Regions from separate parts of the Pan troglodytes genome. Here region 2 is linked to region 1. A link is a contact called in public capture Hi-C data. All regions are on one chromosome and are shown on one strand. Each heading gives the region's core, a stretch centred on a gene start, on an enhancer-like site or on the middle of the called end of the contact. The rest is flanking DNA. Distances are from core to core; before and after follow the strand shown. Region 1 overlaps SEC16B (SEC16 homolog B, endoplasmic reticulum export factor). Region 2 overlaps BRINP2 (BMP/retinoic acid inducible neural specific 2).

Evidence for each region. Capture Hi-C pulls out chosen DNA fragments and counts their contacts.
Region 2: a capture Hi-C map of stem cell-derived neural stem cells shows a contact between it and region 1, with 5 times the contacts expected there. The contact joins two enhancer-like sites. A contact is called at or near these places in 1 of 7 Hi-C or Micro-C datasets (stem cell-derived neural progenitor cells), 1 of 1 datasets of contacts at active chromatin or transcription factors (stem cell-derived excitatory neurons) and 1 of 1 other capture datasets (stem cell-derived neural stem cells).

Annotation. Positions count from the first base shown.
Region 1 is chr1:71,139,062-71,143,864 of NHGRI_mPanTro3-v2.0_pri, reverse strand. It overlaps SEC16B (SEC16 homolog B, endoplasmic reticulum export factor), which reads right to left. Exons shown (of 33, transcript XR_010151749.1): 20 at 3,713-3,830; 21 at 2,332-2,443; 22 at 478-583. Among named protein-coding and RNA genes, the nearest start is that of SEC16B, 94 kb to the right of the region's middle. Within about 2 kb of position 2,049, at least 4 of the 24 cell types and tissues checked have an H3K27ac peak or open chromatin away from gene starts, as enhancers often do. A contact at or near this core is called in stem cell-derived neural stem cells, where this site is marked.
Region 2 is chr1:71,893,889-71,899,175 of NHGRI_mPanTro3-v2.0_pri, reverse strand. The region is part of intron 2 of BRINP2 (BMP/retinoic acid inducible neural specific 2); the gene reads left to right. Among named protein-coding and RNA genes, the nearest start is that of BRINP2, 11 kb to the left of the region's middle. Within about 2 kb of position 3,050, at least 10 of the 24 cell types and tissues checked have an H3K27ac peak or open chromatin away from gene starts, as enhancers often do. A contact at or near this core is called in stem cell-derived neural stem cells, where this site is marked.

The sequences.
Region 1 (4,803 bases), core at 800-3,299:
GACGAAGAAGGGTGAGGGCGGAGGTAGAGGACAGAGGATTTCAAAAGAGGCCCGAGAAGGAGTGCGGAGCAGAGGGAGGGTGAGCAGACACTGGGCTGGGCCTGCGCTCCCACTCCCTCCCACAGGACAGCTGCGGAGGCTCAGAAGAAAGGGAGAGCTGTCTGGAGAGATGGGGAGAAGGAGCTGACAGCAGGAGTTAGGCACAGGCCGGGGCGGCAGGCAGGACGTTCAAACATCAGCAGTCAGGCAGGAGCCTCCAGCAGAGAGGCCTCTGCAAGGTTTTGCCTTCATATTATAAAACACAGACCTTTAGGGGACATAAAAAGAAATCCTACACCCTCCCACGCTTAAGCTAATGAGGAAAAGTTCAGTAGATAACTTAGCCCCAGGTACTAAGTGCCAAAAAGCAAAGCTGCAAATACAGCTGCCTGCAGCTGCCTGACAGTGACGGTGGTGGCCTCATCTGGGCTCAGTTACCTGGAAAGAAGGGATGAAGGATTTGGGGCGGCCCAGCATCTGACAGTACTCGAAGATTTCCGTCCTCTGGATTGCCTCAGTTGTTGCAAATTTCAAAAACTCTTGACTAAAACCAGGGAATAACAATAAAAGAGATTGAGGTGTGGGGGACGCAGGAGTTAAATCCTAGTGGCTCTCCAAACACCAGCTGCAGCCTTTCATGGGGGAGTTTCCATCCTGGGCTGATGCCTGCAGCAGCTTCAAGAGAAGAACAAGACTCTGGGCTCCCAGAGTGAGTGTTTCACCTCCTCTCCCTCTCCCTCCTTGAGGCTGAGGAAGGAACAAAACAGAACTCTGCACCAGAGGCACTGGGAGGCGGAGGCTGCAGAAAAGGGGGGTCACCTGCCTTCTTGCTGAAGGGTAACTCAAGGCAGGCTACCTCGAAGGACACTGGGCCCTACTCTTAGACACACAGAGAGCTGACCCCCATGCCCATAAAGCCTGTCGTGTACCTGTGAAGGGCACCCCTAGTTTGAGCAAACTCGCACAAAAGAGGGGAGCCATGTAACACTCCGGGAGCACTGAGACCAAAAGGCATGGCAGAGCAGGCGAGGACTGCTGAGCCAGAAATCAAACACGGGTCCATACATTGGATGTTCATTCCACGAGTGAGGATGGGGACTGAGTGAATGTGATCTGGTTGGGGCAGGTGGTGGGCACAAGAGTCTCATGTGGCCCAAAATTTCTCCCATCAACAACTTGCTATGGTGTTTAAAAACCACAATCACCAGGTTATTCCTGGGGGTAGGACTTTATTTCCAAGAATTTCCTCATTCAACATAAACCAACGTAAACATAGGAGGGGAGACATATTAGCCCATACACACTTATTGTACATTTGGCACAGAAGGGATTCTTTGACAAGCTAGCCATGTGCTATCAGAGACCAGGAACCTGGAAGGAACAGGCAATGAGCTGGGTACACTGCCTCAGTGGTAGGCAGTGTGGTGCAATAGTTAAAAGGGCTTTGCAGGCTGACTGCCTGGATTCCGAGTCCAACTCACCCACACCCTCTCTGTACCATCTGAGACAAGTTATTTCATCTCCCTGTGCCTCGGTTTCCCTCCTCCATAAGTGACGATTAAAATCTTTGCTTCACTTCACTTCTTCATAGGGTAAATGTGTAATAATTAAAGGAAATAGTGCAAAGAAAATGCCTGGCACAACGTAAGAGCTTAGTGACTCTTAACACATATGGGGAGGGGGATAGAGAGATACAGAACAGGGAGGGCCTCTAGGGAGCAAATCGTTCTGTCCATGCATTCATTCACTGAGAGCTGATTGAGGGCCTCCTGCAGGAAAAGCCTAATGCTATGGCCAACAGAGAATGTCACCAGTGGGACTCTAAGTAGCTTGTGCACCAAGTCATTGTAGGGATGCTAGGGCCCCAAAGAGGGACTAAACATAAACTTCCTCCATTTTCCAGTTTTTCCTGGGTGGGCTCTCAGAACAGGCCCAGGGCTGCCTAACACGGACCCACAAGCCTCCACATGTAAAATGTTGTTTTTTTAAAGGAACAAAGTTAGCTTGTGGAGCCAGGGTGCCACCCAGTGGCCAAAGGGCACAATACCACACAAAGGCATCAGCCCACCTCTTTGCAGAGGACCACCTGGGGCCTGAGGCCCCCGCCAATGCTGTGATGTGGGGCCCACGGGCATCTCCTTGCACAGACCTGCACAGATAACAATCCCAGATAAGGGAGCCGGCGGTAGCTGAAATTCACATGAGAAAATGAAAAATGGATCCATAAAACCCAACAAGGGCTAAAACAGTCCCTTGGAAAATGTCCTGTTTCCTTTCTCCCAGGTCGCATACCTGTGGCTGCTGCCCAGCAAGACCAGATGGTCTGTCTTCACGGTGTAGTGGCCAAAGGGCACGTGAGCCACGAGGTAGCAGAAGTGAGCTGCCTCCACAAGCCCCTTCCCAGCTGCGGGAGGAAGAGAACAAGACCCAATCACGGAGCACACCCGTGTGGGGAGCCATCATCTGGGTGGGATGGGAGACAGATGGAAGAGTGGCCTCGGGGGTCAGAGCAGAGAAGCCACACGGGACTAAATGAATGAGCCTTTCATAGCGTGAGTCACAGACCCCTAAACCCCACTCCTCCTCCCACCAGCCCATTTGGCCTCAGACGTTACATTTCTCTTCAGCCAGAATAAGGCACAATTTCACCTTCTCCCTAAAGGATTTTTTACGAGGAATTCCCTAAACATTTTAATCTTTCCTCAGGGTGAAAAATGAGTTTGAAATGCCTGCACCTGAGCAAAGAAGGAGACTACTGGGAGTGGCCGTTCTTAAACTAGGCTTCCTGAGGCACCATTGCTTTCCCTGCTGAAGTCAAACATAAAAATCACATTAATTACCAACATGTTTTGAAATGTTCTCCCATACATTTTCCACTGCCTCAAAATTGAGTTAATTCAGCTAGATACAATACCTAGCACAGTGCCTGGCCCCCAAGGAGGGCTCAACAAACATTAGTTCCCTTCCACTCAGGGTGCTGCATGGCCTCCATCTGAGTTGGCACAACCTAACCCATAGCTATTAAAGTTTAACAGAGCAATATTTTAAAAAGCCCCATGGGAGCACCATGATTTCTGGATGCTCTGCTTCTTGGCTAAATTTGAGAACCACTGATCTGGAACACTCAATAGCCCCTAAGTGTTTATAAGGCCACATTCACAGAGAGATGATAGCAAGAAAGACTACAGGGTTAACCCAGAGTGGTTCAGGCAAAAACAGAATTTCCTATCTGATTGAACTGGGTCACTGAGAAATTTACAGCAACAGGAGGCAAGGTGTCCTATGCGTTAACTCCATCCACAGGGGAATCTGACCCAGGGCTAGAAAATCAGCTGCTGAGAGGAGACTCCTACAGCAGCAGAACACCAAGTCTCAGGGGCCTGGCCTGCATTCACTCACAGCAGAAATTCTGTGAAACAGAGAGGCAAGAAGGACACGTGTTTCCCTGGAGTTTCTTTCCCCAAAACATGGAGGCTCCTGGGTCCAGGAAAAGCCTAGGGCATAGACTCTGGCCCTACCTAGAACCTGAGAATCTAAGGGCAGGATGTTTAAAGCTGACCTGGACGGGGAGGGGAGGTGAGGAGAGGGACGGGGAGGGGAGGTGAGGAAAGGGACAGGGAGGGGAGGGGAGGGACAGGGAGGGGAGCGGAGGGGAAATGCTGGTGTCGCTTACCCAGGGTGTCCCCAATGGCAACAATCGCACGCTGATACAGCTCTGGGTCCCCAGCCTGATTCGACAGAATCACAGCCAGGTGAGGCCTCCAGTCTCCCCACTGCTTTTCTCCACAACACTGAAAAGCACCAGAAAAAATAAATGTACAATCATTTAAGAATGGCCAGATGTACATAAAGAAGGCTGTTGTCTATTTCCTGGTTCAGAAGTGGTCAGAGAATGCCCACTCTACCACCTGCAATGCTGCCATTCATTGATTTAGAGCTCTCATCTTTAAAAAAGTAAAACTGTCAGAAGGACACAGATAGACAGATACGTGTACATGCATACATACATACATACATTCACAGGGATATTGGAAAATGGATAAATAAAATGACATTGCTCACTTACTATTTTTCACATTTCTCCCCAGTGCCTGACCCCCAAATAGCTAGAGACAAAACTCAGAAAAACCCTGAGGCTTCAGTGGGAGAAGGAAGATCAAACATCCTTGGCTTATGAGTAGAAGAGGCCACAGCCTGTCACAGAAGTCGGGGGAACACGGGCCTGCTTAATGTCTTACCAAATGCCTATGTTTTCTGGCTCTACAAAGCCCATTCACACACATCCTCTTATTTAATCTTCACAGGAACCCTATGAAGTCTAGTTCCTACTGCCACTTTAAGAATAAGAAAATCAAGCCAAGTGGCCCAGCTAGGACGATGCAGAGGCAGCAGAATTCCACCAGGGGGCAAAAGAGAGTAAGCAGCGTGGTGGAAATGTACAAAGCCCCGCATCAATGGTGTTTTCCCTACAATCTCTCCCTAAGGCTGTCCTACTAAATAAAGGAGAATTTCAAGGCAGAAAATATCAATAAAGAAACAATATAATGTCATGGAAACAACACAGGCCCCAACTCGAGTCCTGCATCTTACTAGCTTACCTACCTTGAGCAAGTTTCTTAATGTCTCTGAACCTTTGTTTTCTCATCCCTAAAATGGAGATCGTAATTTCTACCTAACAGGTTATTGTTGATAATAAAATAAGATAGTTGTGTAAAGCACATCGCATGGTGCTTCACATTTGGTTTGCACTTAATCAATTACATG
Region 2 (5,287 bases), core at 1,801-4,300, 750 kb before region 1:
ATTGCCTATAATAGCTAACACCTTAATAGTACTTAAGTGTCAGGCAGACACTGTACTGAAGTTTTACACAAATAAACTCATTTGATCCTATAAGGTAAGTAGGTTTGTTATTTTATAGACGATGAGTTGAAAGCCCAGAGAGGTTAAGTAACTTGCCCAAGGCCACACAGCTAGTAACTAGGGGAGCTGGCATTCTAATCAAGTTTAGACCCCGAGTCCACATTCTTTATTACTATGGTATCCAGAAAAATAACAATATAAACAAATGAATAATTTCAAGTGCTGATAATGAAGAAGATAAAATAGAGTATTGTCAGACAGAGTGATTGAGGCATTGGTCAGGGAAAGTCTCTTAGAGAAAGTAACATTCAAATTGAGGTGTAATTTGTCAATTGAGAAAAGTAGAAATTCTAGAGTTGGATCTGGGAATCTAAAGAGGAGAAAAATTGTTTCTTCTATGTAACCAAGACACTAGCTGCTGTGATGTTCACTTGTCACTGCTGGAGGTACCACACTCAAGCCTGGGTGGCCTTGGGGTACAGCAAATAGCCCAAATGTTCCCAAACCTATCCCCTATCAATCTATTTGTCCCTCCTGTTCTTTTGGGTTAAGACATATCTCAGAAGGTGTCCAGTATGCTGCATCCTACAAGGGTAGGAAGCATGGCACACACACACTCTTTCTCTCACACACACACTCTTTCTCTCACACACACACACCTGTTTTGCTGAACCACTTTATTTCACTTCTCTCCTGTGAACAACGTGTCACTCAGAACCTTAGCAAAGTGACAGACAGAGGCATAGCAAAAGGGCTGGGGACAACCCAGAGGCATGAGTAAAAGGGGAAAAGAAAATTATTTTTTAACAAGATGAGAAGTGAATTGGACTGGAGGGAGAAATGGGAATTTGATCAAGGAGGGGTATGCAGAGGGGGTTGATTCTGAGATGCTGGCAGTGTTCTGTTTCTTGACCCGAGGGCAGGTTTGCTCTACAATTTTATGTATATACACACACATCTATACACACATATGTACGTATGTATTCACACACACGCACACCCCGTATATACACATGCATGCATCTATACCTTCTGAATGAATATCTCTTATAATAAAAGGTTAAAGAAATGATTTGGCGAGCAGATGAAATGGGTGGGACAAGTTCATACATATTTAATATACTCCCAATGCCTATTTTATGATAAAAATTGTACTAGGTTCATTTTTACTTATATTATCTCATTTAATTTTTATTACAACCTTATGAAGTAAGTGTCATTCCAGTTTTGCATATGGAAACTGAGGAAGGCAAAGCATAGAGGAGCAACCACCATTCAGACTCTGGGCTCTTGCCCCTGCACCATGCCCTCTGCCTTCCACCCTGGGTGGCTCTGAGGGTCAATGGGGTGGGTGACTTTTGGGTGAGACAAACCTGGGCATCAATCTGGTCATAGTCACTTACCCACTGTGTGACCTCAGCTATGTGTGGCTTATTGCCTCCGTATCCCCACCTAGTAAAATGGATATTACACCTTATGTTGCACAAAAATTGTAAAGATTAAAGACAATGATTGACAAATAGCAGAGTTGAGCATCCTTAAGCCTGGAGGAAAAGGTTTCCCTGAATTATACAAGGACATATTCACAGTGGTTTTCATCTCTCAAAAAAGCAGTGGAAGACTTTCATCAATAAACCCTTACCTAAAACCCCAATATATAAAGCAGATAAAAGGGGAGCTCTCTCGTTGGAGCAGGCCTAGGGGGTCTGGAGCTCCGCCACCTGTTTCTTCTCTTTCCTCACCCACAAGTGTTCCCTAGGGCAACTCCTTGGAACCTAAAGGTATTCAAAACACATTGAAGACCACTGCAGAAGTTCTTTAAAAAGCAAAACTTGTGATTCATTTAAAATCACAGGTGATATATTAAAATTGATTTTAAAATATAAGACTTTCACTCACCCAGACACATCTGCGAAGTTCTGTGAGACTAGGACCAATCACTGTTGTTCTCCCTTGTTCTCAGTAATTGAAAATGCAAGGAGTTCAATGTCTATGAATGAGCGCCTGCTGTGTGCCAGGCACTATACTAGATGCTGAGAGTATGCACTGTAAGATCTCTTTCAAGTCTAACAACTCTCTATGAAGTAGATACTATTATTCTCGTTTTGAAGATGAAAAAACAAAATGGGTATAGAGAGGTTAAGTCAATTACCCAAGATCTCACATCTAGTGAGTAGTGGAGTTGGGATTCAAACAAGTGTTGCAGGATGAATTAGAAAGCCAGAATTTTGCCATCAACTCCTGCAGCCTCTTCAACAGTGGACTGGGAGGAACAAGTGCCTTGCTCAAAGTTTCGTGCTTTTTCCCAATACTCCTCAGTTGTGATATTTTTTTCTTCTGTTTTCATTAGGGTACCCAGGTCTCCCAGAACGAAGGCAGCGGTCCTCCCTCGCGGGGAGCCCCAGCTCAGGGAGGGCAGAACATCAAGCCCAGCGGCAGCGGGTAGCTGGTGACTGGGGCCGGCCTGTCCCTCACTCGGGTTCATGCCCCATCCCCACCACGAGGCTGCCGGGCTGAGAGCGCGGAGACTCCTGCTGGGCTGTAGTCTGGCAGGCCGGGGGACTGGGTTTACTGGAAGAGTGTGAGGTGGGGATGCAGAGGGAGGTCCTTGAAATCCCCTTGAGACATAGAAATAACTAAGCACTCAGTGAGGACTGTGGGGGCAGCTAATGTCTGCCTACCCCTCACTCGGTGTTCAGCCATTTATCATCAATACGTCGTTAGGCAGGAGCAGGGGCAGGTGGCTGACGGGTGTGCCGGCGGCTGGCGGGGTCTTGGGAGGCGCCCTGCACACGCCTCTTCTTTCTGAAATCTCCGACCTTCCGGATTTGAGCCGCGAGGGACCGCGGAGCAAGGGCAGCCTCCTCCGGAAGCCTCGGGTCACTAGAGACCCCTAGAGGCGAAAAGCTGTGTTACAAGCCCCCGGCTGCAGAGGCGCAGGCGGGATTCTTGCCCCGGAGGTTGCCGAGGAGTGGCCGGTACCTTTCCTAAAACCCTTATCTGTAAGTACACTCCGGCAAGCTCGAAAGGGACAGCAGGGGAGCCATGTGTGCGTGCGCGTGTGCGGAGAAGGAATGGGGAGGGACAGTTGCATTTGCAGAAGCAATCCTGTCTGGAACTAAGCTGATTAGTCCTGGTGCCGTCCCTCCCTCCCTGCCCCACCCCTCTCATCCTCCCTGCCCCACCCCTCCCATCCTCCCTTAGCTCCCTCACTCAGCCTCACTCAGCCCCTGCAGCAATCCAGAGACTGCCCTCTTTGGCAACTGCCCTCTTTGGCAACTCCCCACCACCTCCATCAAGATAATATCCTTCCCTCAGGGCCCTTCACACCTCTCAGTAACCTGATCAACTAATTTGTGTTAAGGTATTAATGACTAATAATGATTTAATGTGCTGCCCTCCCAATTAACACTAGAACATTTCAAAAGAGAAATTCACAGATTTTAACCCAAGTGAGACATGGTGCTTTTCCTTGTTGAGAGGAATTGTAGGCCCTTCAAAACGAACCATACAGACAGCTGCTGATTCTTTACATACGCTGCATCACTCCTGAGCTTAGCAATGTTTGGAGGCTTTATGCAAAGGCTCAAGGAGAATTTCCCAAAGAGGGCTGCTCTGAGCTACAACCCTTAAAGAACGCACCAGTACAGGCTTAATGAAGAAAAGAAACCTGGTGCCGCAATATCATGTCTTTAGAAGTTTCGATGGTTTTTTTTTTTTGCTCTCGTATGTGACGACATGGTCATTGAGAGAAGAGGCTCAGGCATGGTGAACTTGGGTTCAAGTCTTTGGCAGGCTCTGCTACGTACCATGTATTTGATCTTGCCAAGTTACTTTACTACATTAGCCTCAGGATGCACATCTGTGAAATGGATGTGGTACAACTCACAGGGTTAGAGTATGAAATGAAATAATGCAGAATTAGTACTCATCAAATCTGATATGTAGAATGCTCCATAAATGACAGTTCTTTTTCTTAAACTTAGGGGTTTTGTTGTTGTTGTTGTTGTTTTTCTTTTTTTTTTTCTTTTTTTCTTTTTTTTTGCCCTGTCTCAAACTCTCAGTGCAGGGCAGCATGCAAATGCTGTATTTATTTATTATTTAAAAGCAGGATGAAGCAATCCAGCCTCCTCCTAGGCATGGTTGGTTTGGTAATGAACTAGATTTCTTTCCAGGTGATGGCAGTGTGTGAGCTTTTTTTTTTTTTTCTTTTCTTTTTCTTTTTCTGCTTCGTTTCTTTAGATGTATCTCACAAATGCAGTGAGCAAAATGGATTTGGCAGTGACTTAAAAAGACTTCATGTATTTTGGAAAGAAAAAAGCCACAACAAAAACTGGTTTGTTTTTGTGATATATGGTTCATGTGATATGACAAAAATCCATTTTTATGCTTAGGAAAATTGGCTAATTTTAAAACAGTTGACACATGCCATATGCATATAGAGTAATGATGGATTTTGCTCAGGCAAACAACAGAAGAACACAGGGCCAGCAATATCTTTGTTAGGGCTTTAGTTGCTTAAATTCTTATTTGATGGGCAGATCTGCCCCACGTAGGAGAGGAGAGTGACAGGAAAAATGGACTCATCATGGCCTCAGGTAATGGAGTCAGATATTTGATCATAAAGATACTAAGCTTAGGACACAGACACTGTGTTTTCATTAAATCAGTGAGAAGAGACTTGGGAATGTACCAATGTAGCAAGCTTATATTCAAGAAAGTAAACAGTTTATGAAGATATTTTCTGGATAAAAGGTGTGGATGGTGCAAAGGATACTGACTTGGTGAACCATCATATTAAACTTACCCTGGTCATTCTTCCTGTTGGAGACATGAATGATTTTTGAACTTCAAATACTGTTTATAATGTGCTTTGGGTTCCTCTGGTTTACAGTTCTGCATAAATCACACTGAAAAGGGAATCCCACATGTTTTCCATTACGGCTAGATAGGGAAAAGAGACTGCATATGAAAGTAAGATGCTACAAAGATGGGACATTCAATGAGAAATAATTATGAAAACTTTTTTAAAGAAAGAGATAAGTGCTCTATTATCTTGATTTCCTTCCACTTTCAGTTCCCCATACACATCGACCAGATACCCAGCTCCTTATAGGCCGATGGTATGCAATCTACTTGACTCAAAAAAGCATGTGGCTTTTATTTTACTTTATTTCTTTCAAGGCAAGATTTAATTAGTGACTGCAGAGAAAAAAAGCTGAACAGC